Linked DNA regions of Mus musculus: all the other regions are linked to region 2. Evidence: chromatin contacts called from public Hi-C and HiChIP or PLAC-seq data. All regions are on one chromosome and are shown on one strand. The core of a region is the stretch at or near the end of the contact, and the rest is flanking DNA. Distances in the headings are between cores, read along the strand shown. Region 1 overlaps Igf2bp2 (insulin-like growth factor 2 mRNA binding protein 2). Region 2 overlaps Senp2 (SUMO/sentrin specific peptidase 2). Region 3 overlaps Igf2bp2 (insulin-like growth factor 2 mRNA binding protein 2).

What was found. Hi-C and Micro-C count contacts between places; a contact is called where the count stands out from the background. HiChIP or PLAC-seq counts read pairs in DNA pulled down with a chosen protein or histone mark.
Region 1: an H3K4me3 HiChIP or PLAC-seq map of bone marrow-derived macrophages shows a contact between it and region 2, with 2.6 times the contacts expected there. The contact joins two enhancer-like sites. A contact is called at or near these places in 1 of 39 promoter capture datasets (neutrophils), 2 of 484 Hi-C or Micro-C datasets (the C10 cell line and nephron progenitors), 2 of 115 datasets of contacts at active chromatin or transcription factors (bone marrow-derived macrophages and embryonic stem cells) and 3 of 9 other capture datasets (adipose tissue, liver and pancreatic islet).
Region 3: a contact with region 2 is called in a Hi-C map of bone marrow-derived macrophages, with 38 read pairs. The contact joins two enhancer-like sites. A contact is called at or near these places in 3 of 39 promoter capture datasets (the C10 cell line, epiblast stem cells and neutrophils), 7 of 484 Hi-C or Micro-C datasets (the CH12 cell line, the P5424 cell line, Sertoli cells and 4 more), 6 of 115 datasets of contacts at active chromatin or transcription factors (bone marrow-derived macrophages, embryonic stem cells and microglia) and 4 of 9 other capture datasets (adipose tissue, bone marrow-derived macrophages, liver and 1 more).

The regions. Positions count from the first base shown.
Region 1 is chr16:22,096,443-22,099,212 of GRCm38.p6, forward strand. The region is part of intron 2 of Igf2bp2 (insulin-like growth factor 2 mRNA binding protein 2); the gene reads right to left. Among named protein-coding and RNA genes, the nearest start is that of Igf2bp2, 65 kb to the right of the region's middle. Within about 2 kb of position 1,364, at least 50 of the 459 cell types and tissues checked have an H3K27ac peak or open chromatin away from gene starts, as enhancers often do. A contact at or near this core is called in bone marrow-derived macrophages, where this site is marked.
Region 2 is chr16:22,025,779-22,028,686 of GRCm38.p6, forward strand. It overlaps Senp2 (SUMO/sentrin specific peptidase 2), which reads left to right. Exons shown (of 17, transcript NM_029457.3): 7 at 861-961; 8 at 2,191-2,285; 9 at 2,763-2,814. Among named protein-coding and RNA genes, the nearest start is that of Senp2, 18 kb to the left of the region's middle. Within about 2 kb of position 1,618, at least 18 of the 459 cell types and tissues checked have an H3K27ac peak or open chromatin away from gene starts, as enhancers often do. A contact at or near this core is called in bone marrow-derived macrophages and microglia, where this site is marked.
Region 3 is chr16:22,118,280-22,121,378 of GRCm38.p6, forward strand. The region is part of intron 2 of Igf2bp2 (insulin-like growth factor 2 mRNA binding protein 2); the gene reads right to left. Among named protein-coding and RNA genes, the nearest start is that of Igf2bp2, 43 kb to the right of the region's middle. Within about 2 kb of position 1,427, at least 116 of the 459 cell types and tissues checked have an H3K27ac peak or open chromatin away from gene starts, as enhancers often do. A contact at or near this core is called in bone marrow-derived macrophages and microglia, where this site is marked.

The DNA.
Region 1 (2,770 bases), core at 114-2,613, 70 kb after region 2:
AATCTCCTGAGACTGAACAGCTCCAGACTGCCTGGTATGATCAAGGCCTTGGGATCAGTCTCCTAGCACCAAGACAAATATAGGGATTTAAATTCACCTTTAAAAAACAAAAAAAATCAGGGGATGGGGGGCTTTTGAGATAGCATTTGAAATGTAAATGAAGAAAATACCTAATTAAAAAAAAATCCCAGAGAATCTTTTTGAAAAATAGATGAGCAGACTATGGTAAGACAGAATAAAAATTGCTTTAAAAACAACAACAACTGAATTTGTTTTCTCCAAATTTCAAATATATCTACTGCCTTTAAACTGAGGAACATTAATTAGGGGTAACTTCCTAGATAAAAATGTGATTTATAACCAATTCGGAGGATTTTGTCAAGAACATTTTCTCAGACATGTGAAGGGCCTCACCTGCCTAGCACAGCCACACAGTACACTGACAATGGCTGCCCCTTATAGAAGGGCACACCTCTACAGAGTTACTAAAGTGTATGAGCACATGGTGTGTTAAAGTTAAATCAGAAAACCAGGCCTGAAGAGACATGAAGCTGGGGCAAGGGGGCAGCACCCTCACAAGGCTCCCATAAAATGGACACCTAGGGCCGGGCATGGTGGCACACACCTTTAATCCCAGCACTTGGGAGGTAGAGGCAGGAGGATTTCTGAGTTCGAGGCCAGCCTGGTCTACAGAGCGAGTTCCAGGACAGCCAGGGCTACACAGAGAAATCCTGTCACAAAAAACCAAAAAAAAAAAAAAAGAGCACCTAACATACAGGTGACAACCCAACCTAACAGACAGAGAGCTCCCAACCTCCCCACACACACCTCCCCCCCCACACACACCCCCAACCCCAGAAAGCCACTCTGTTGACTCTCAAACTGCTTTCCACTTGTCCAGGCCTTCAGTCACCTGAACCAGTCTGCTCTCAGCCTCTCTGGCCTCCACCACACTCACAGCTGCAGCTCAACCCTGCTCTGCAGCCTGCTCTGCCTCACGGGCAGCCATCTTAGCACTCCAGCCCAGGCGCTTTTCTCTGCTCCCACAATGATGACTTTGGGATTCCCATCTCAGGCATCTGAGAAGACGCTTGAGCTCCAGTAGCTTGAACCCCTTTGCAGCCATTCCAAAAGGAAGACACAGGTGTATTTACTGTGTGTCGCTTGATCCGAGAGCGAATGTCTAAGTAATCAAGAAAACCCTTCCTCTCCTCAGCCAGGGCCATCACAAGATGTAGGCAAATCAAATCAATGTCAATGATTTATTAGTATTCGAAAAATTCCATCTGTGTGCACCCACTAACAGGAAGTTGTACACAGGAAGTCAACACCTGATCCAACACTGGTGATTCATTTCCCCTTTCATCAAAGCTGTGCCGTGAGGCAGTGAGCTGAGAGGCAGGCAGCTAGACAAGACGATTCCAAACTGCAGTCAGAGCAAGCCTGCTGCAAAGAGAAGGCGGGGCAGAGGGCCAGCACAGGCCTCCTGTGGTTCAGGCTACAGATGGATCACAAAAACCCCAAACATCTCAATGAGCCTTACTCGAATTAGAATTTTAACAAACAGGGCAAACAGCCGAACTTAAGAGAAGTTTTAGAAATCCTTATCCAGCGCCAGTTATAAATTATCATCTGGGAGCCGAGAAGGATGAAGGATGAAATGTAGAAGCCTGCTGTGCAGAACTGCAGAAAAAAATATCAAGCAAAGCTTCCCAGGGAGCAGCTGCCAATCAAGGAGAGGGAGAACCCAAGGGCGAGTCCCACAAGCAAAACCAGAGGTGACTCAGGCCCAGGGAGGCCTGCACCTGGAAAAGGACACCATACTTAGTGGACACTGAAACCCACCAGAGTCCTACGGCGCAGCCCCTGGGTTGAGCTTCAGACAGAGAGGGTGAGCAGGAACAGGGTTCCATGCTCAATCTGCAGCGTAGCCTCTGCTGGGGCAGGCAGAGCTCCACACCCCAGCCTCTGCCTTCAGGGAACTAAGTCCACAGACTAGGAAGCTGGGTCACCAGACCAACACAAGTCTGAATCTTCCCAGCAGCTAGCCATGAAACGAAGTTTAACGATGGGCAGTATCAATGAGTTTTGGAGACTACCATGCCCAATTACCCCTGCCATTGAGTCTTCCCAGTAGAAATTCCAGACATAGGGCAAAGACAAAATCTCTTACTACACCATTCTTTTTTTTTTTTTTTAAGATTTATTTATTTATTATATGTAAGTACACTGTAGCTATCTTCAGACACTCCAGAAGAGGGCGTCAGATCTCATTACGGGTGGTTGTGAGCCACCATGTGGTTGCTGGGATTTGAACTCAGGACCTTCAGAAGAATAGTCAGTGCTTTTAACCGCTGAGTCATCTCTCCAGCTCAAAATGTAGACTGCTAGGATAGCTTTTTTGTTTGCTTATTTGTTTTGTTGTTTTGTTTTGTTTTTTGAGACAGGGTTTCTCTGTGTAGCCCTGGCTGTCCTGGAACTCACTATGTAGACCAGGTTGGCCTTGAACTCAGAAATCTGCCTGCCTCTGCCTTCCAAGTGCTGGGATTAAAGGCGTGGGCCATCACGCCCAGCACTTACTACACCATTCTTGACCCACAGAATCTGTACATATACAGAGTTTATATTTGAGCTAATTTGGGCTTGCTATGCAACCATAGATTCTACAAGTAGATATAGACTATTTTAAGGCAATGGAGGATCCTGAAAATTTGGGGGAGTAATTGAAAGTAAGCTGGAGGATTCCAGGAGGTTAATCTGAGTGTGGTCT
Region 2 (2,908 bases), core at 368-2,867:
CAACTCTTTAATACTGTTTCTCATGCTCTGGTGACCCCAACTATAAAATTATTTTCATTGTTGCTACTTCATAACTGTAATTTTGCTTCTGAAATGAATTGTAAATATCTGTGTTCTCTAGTGGTCTTAGGGCGACCCCTGTGAAAGGGTCATTCAACTCCCAAAGGGGTTCTCGACCCACAGATTGAGGACTTTGGGTCTAACAGATAGTGTAAATAGTGAAGCAGAGTGGAAAGCAAGTGGCCGGCCTAAAGGGGAGGGCTCCATGTAGTTGTTCTCTAAAGAGCTCAGGATTTGGTTTTTTTTCTTTTTCTCTTTTGTTTTTTGAGACAGGGTTTCTCTATGTAGCCCCTAGCTGTCTTGGAACTCATTTTGTAGACTAGGCTGGCCTCGAACTCAGAAATCCGCCTGCCTCTGCCTCCCGAGTGCTGGGATTAAAGGCGTGTGCTACCACGCCTGGCAGGATTTGGGATTTTTTTTATTATTATTTATATTATTATTATTATTTATTTATTTATTTATTTATTTATTTATTTATTTATATGAACACACTGTAGCTGTCTTCAGACACACCAGAAGAGGGCATCAGATCCCATTACAGATGGTTGTGAGCCACCATGTGGTTGCTGGGATTTGAACTCAGGGCCTCTGGAAGAGCAGTCAGTGCTCTTAACCACTGAGCCATCTCCCCAGCCCTGGGATTTTTAAAGAAGTATAAAACTAGAATTTGACTAAAGCAACTCTAAGAGCAATGTGCTCCAAGTGAAGTCTGTCTGTGGCTACCTCTCCCCGGCTAGTGTCTACTTAGATCTGAGGCTAAGTTTCTGTGCTACTACTCACCTCGCGTACTTTATATTCAGGGTGTCCAAAAGGATGAAAGAGAAAAGTATCGAAAGTTATTGGAGCGACTTAAAGAAGGTGCTCATGGAAGCACGTTCCCTCCCACGGTTTCACACCACAGGTAAGAGAAATTGCTTTGTGAGACTTTTTCCTTAGTACAGATCCATTTTTTTGGTTTTAGAGCGGTGATGGTGTGAAGAGAACTGCGGTGTAGTTTGTCTGACACTGTACACAGTGCTTAGACAACGTCTGATATTACACAGTGGCTACAGAATGGGATTTTCTGTTAGTTTTACAGTCCTTTGCCCACATGAATTCTTTTTTCTTTCTTTCTTTTTTTTTTTTTTTTTGTTTGTTTGTTTTTTGTATTTTGAGAAAGAGTTTCTCTGTGTGTAGTCTTGACTGTCCTGGAACTCACTCTGTAGACCAGGCTGGCCTCAAACTCACAGTGATCTGCCTGCGTCTGCTTCCTGAATTCTGCTGGGATTGAAGGTGTACACCACCACTGCCTGGCTGGGTTTGTTTATTTGTTTGTTTTGATTTTTTGTTTTGTTTTGTTTTGTTGTTTTTCAAGACAAGATCTCACTATCTAGCATAGGCTAGCTTGGAATTTATAGTTCTCTACCTCCACTTCCCACTTGCTGGGATTATATTCATTTGATACCACATCTAACTCACATGAACTCTTACTCATGTAGCAAAAGGAAATCCCCTCCCAGACTTGTCAACACAAATACTTCCCACAACGTCTGTCTGTCTGTCTGCCTGCCTGCCTTTGTCCTGGTTCCTTCCTGCTGCCCAGCTTTTCCTTCCCTTTTTTGCTTCCTTCTTTACCCTGTCACAGTCTTTGTATTTCATTTTCCTTGCCTTACACACACACACACACACACACACACACACACACACACACACACACACACACACACAATCTCTGAGGCATCTGGTGATTGCACTTTAGCATCTTCTGCTTAGAAACAAGATTAAAGTCAACTAGTCATAAGGACTTTGCTTCTGACATTGCAGATAAGTGAGGGTGGAGAGGAAGTGATGTCTGATCTGGAGAGGTGGGCAGGAATGTGCAGGTCCAGAGTGTCAGCTCATCTTGTAACTTAGCACGTGATTGCAAAGACGCAGAGTCTCATAAGTATGGAACTAGCAAGTTGAGTCACAGCATTGTCTAGCTTATTGAATGCAGAAAGAATGAATTGTTATCTGGGAATTTTAACTTTAGCCGTTACGTATCGTAGGTTTTGTTGTTCTCCTGCTATGGGTTGGGATGGGAATACTTGTACTCTAAGGTCTGTCTCCCCTTGTATGTGATCTTATCTTCCTCACTGTTGTCTTTCTAAGTTCTCAGAGAATTCAGATGGACACATTAAAGACCAAAGGCTGGGTGGAGGAGCAGAATCATGGCGTCAGAACAACCCATTTTGTTCCAAAACAGTGTGAGTTCCACATTTAGCTCTTTCTTAAGACACTGCCCATAGTTTATGTGAGAGCACGCTACTGAAATATGGTATACCAGGCCATAAAATATTGTCAGGCTTCAAGACATTGGCTAGCACTTATCTAGTACCTGAAGTTTTATTTTAAAAAAGAAAACTGTTTTGAGATTAAGTTGATTGTTGAAATGCCTGTATAGTATTGTATTTTGTGAGATTAAAATTGATTTACTTCCTTATATTTCTCCAATAACTGTTCACTGAATGACTTTAGCTTATGGAATGAACTGGTATCAGTTGTGCTCAGGATTTAAGGAAGAAAAAGTTACATGTACTTTAGGTGCTTCTTTGTGAGGCCCCCAGTGCTTTTTAACTCACATTAGCATCGATGCAGACAAATGTGCTGGTCCTTGCAATCTGTGGATTGAAATGCCAGCCTGTGATTGGTTAGTAAAGGATCTTTTCTTTCCATCCCCACAGATAGAGTTGTTGAAACAAGAGGACCTCTCTGTTCAATGAGAAGTGAAAAGAGGTACATGGCTCATTTAATTCTAAGATTTCATTTAGAATTAAGTTTTCTCACTTTGCAAATTACATTTACAAATAACCATGAGGAACTGTGAGTC
Region 3 (3,099 bases), core at 177-2,676, 92 kb after region 2:
GCACTCCGCTCCTAAATAAGACTACAGAGTAAGCAATCAGGAGGGGGTGGGTCTGGAGTTATCCCAAAGGAGGCGGCGCTCAAGCAGTAACAAGGGCCAGAGGCTAAGCTGTATTCACTGAGCAGCTCTGAGTGGCTTGTGGACACCCTGCTTGCTTCCCTTGAGACCTGCCCACTACATGAACCTAGGCTATCAGTCTTAAAGAAAAAAAAAAAAAAAATCCTATTGATCAAGCAATTGAAACAGACTGAAAAATGTAACATAGACAAGTTATTAGCAGGAAAAGCCTCAATCATTTAAATATCATCCTTGGTGTTTTGGCAGGCTTCTGTCTTCTCTCAATGTAGGGAGCTAAGAGAGGCCTCTAAGCGGTAAGGACTCTAAGCAGGGCCTCAGCTCCAGTGCCTGACTTACTGCACACCCCAGGGACAAAGTAGACTTTCAGAAAATGGAACAACCATGTGAGGTCTCCATTCACATCTGTAGCAACTTCTGCTGCTGGGTTCATAGCTAGGACCTGGTTATTTCATTCAGGTATATAAATACCTGTAACTCTTGAACAATTCAGATCTCAAGTATGTGGAGGGTGTGATCTCGGAGCACCCATAGTTCGCCAGGAGGTGGCTCTGTCTTGGGAGGTCTACAACACAGGCCCGGAAGTGGTTTTCTGCAGACCACGTTCACCATGATTCCCAGAAGGAAGATCCCTAAAAATAGGTAGTGACCGCCTCTCCTGTGTGTCATTATGTTACGATAAAGCAGCTGACATGACAAGCCATTAGTCACAAGCCTTACTGACTCAGGTTCCAGCCTACACGAGGGGTGACCTGGGTTACAACTCACTGAGGGTTCTACTTGACAGGTCTCACAGTGCTACCCGGAGACGGTGTGGCTGTACTGGCAGGAACTATCTATGTATGTCTCCCCTCCCACCATGAGGTGTCTACTCTTTGGCTTCCGGATCACTTGAGTCCAATGATTTATTTCTTCCCCCTCCTTCCCCTTGCTAATTTTAAACTCAAGTCCAAATTAATATTTTTTTGAGAGATAGCGTCATGCTGAGCCCCTCCTACGACTTCTCATGACCGAGGAATCAACTGCAGCACAAAACATCTTGTGGCGGCCTCAGAATAGAAAGCACACTTAGAGAGTTTTAGTTTCTTTTTTTGGCCCAAAGCTGCCAAAGCAGTGATTTGCTCTAACTTCTGCTCTAAACACACACGCTTCCCCCATTTAGCTATCTATTTAGTGATACAAGGGATACACACAAAATAAAATTGAGACACATATTCTTTGGACCGGTAAGCTCAAGTTTACGTGGCAGCAGTGGGAGAGGGGCTTGCTGTGGACACCAGTGAGAAGCAGCGAGCGCAGGTCAGCAGAGGAGCAGGCGAGGCATGGTGAGGCGAGGCGCGGCGAGGCGTGAGCACGTGAGCATGGCGAGGCGCACAGGCCCCCTCCCTGCTCGGGCTCTGACCACTCGCTTCCTTCCTGTTCTCTCTGCCCTCTTGTCAGTGTCCTAGATGCTGATGTATGATATGATGCACCATGCCCTCCTCACTGTGGGTGCCTGAAGGATAGGGACCCATGGAGAAGATGCTTCCAAAAGCAAGGAAGCATGGAGCAGGGCTGGGAGACTGGGGAAGCTGAGCCACGCTTCCCACAGTCGGGGCTTCAACAACAAGTTCACGGCCAGATCCTGATTTCACCCTTAACTTAAACTTGTTGACTATAGAAGTCCTGTGGAACCCGAGAACAGAAAACATGCTGGTTCTAGATTTCTAGACAGATGAGACTACAATGGTAACAGATCTCTTGGGTGAAATTCCTGTCCATCAGGAAGTGACGCTGTGAGCCTAAATGCAGACTATTCCTAAAGGCAGGCTCTTTGTAAGGAGCAACCGTAATGGGTACAGATACATGAGCTTCAGTTCTGTAAAAACATCACCTGCTTGCTCCACTTCTTCCCCCAAACCAAAGGCAGAGACACATGGAGAAAATGTGCATTTTGGGGGCTGGAGAGATGACTCAGCGGTTAAGAGCACCAACTTCTCTTCCAGAAGTCCTGAGTTCAATTCCCAGCAATCACATGGTGGCTCACAGCCATCTGTAATGGGATCTGATGCCTTCTTCTGGTGTGTCTGAAAAGAGTAAGAGTGTACTCATTTACATAAAATAAATAAATCTTAAAAGGAAGGAAGGAAGGAAGGAAGGAAGGAAGGAAGGAAGGAAGGAAGAAAGATGCAGGAAGGAAGGAAGAAAGATGCAGGCAAGGAAAGGAAAGGAAAGGAAAGGAAAGGAAAGGAAAGGAAAGGAAAGGAAAGGAAAGGAAAGGAAAGGAAAGGAAGATGCAGTTTCTTATAGTTGGGTAACGAACTTACTGTCCACAGCTGTTGACCACTGCAATGGGGCCCACATTTTCAGCTACTATCAAATAGGAGCTCTTATCAAGTGCAATTTAAATAGCAATAAACATCAAAATAATTCGTCTGTGTGGCTAATCAGATCTGCTCTGCCACTGTTCTCCTTTTATCTACTGATGGCTCCTCTTCTCCCATCAGACAGTCCTCTCTTTCACACTCTCTCTCTCTCTCTCTCTCTCTCTCACACACACACACACACTCTTATTCCTCTCCCCTTTCTTGTCCCTGGCTCTCCCCTCCAGTTAGACCCTTCTCTCTCCTTACACAGTCCCCCTTCCATGACCTTCCTATATTTTAGAGTCTAGCGTAGACATAGGAGAGAAAACCCCTGGTCTTTGTCTTTCTGAGCCCAGCTTGTCTCACTTGACATGATCTCCTGCTCCTTCATTCCCCTGGTATGGCATTTCACTCCTCTTTACGGCTGAGGAGTATTTTGTGCATATGTGCTATGTGTATCCACTGAGCATATTTGCCAAAGCTTTTAATCCACTCACCTGCTGAAGGGCTTCCCTGCGGCCCCATACCTTGGCCACTGTGAAGGATGCATGCGCTGCGCTGCTATCTTGGCCACTGTGAAGGACGCATGCGCTGCGCTGCTATCTCTTTGGCACACTGACTTAGATTCACCCCAGCCTAAGTGGTTCGCTGAGTCATTCCATTCTATTTTCAGCATTTC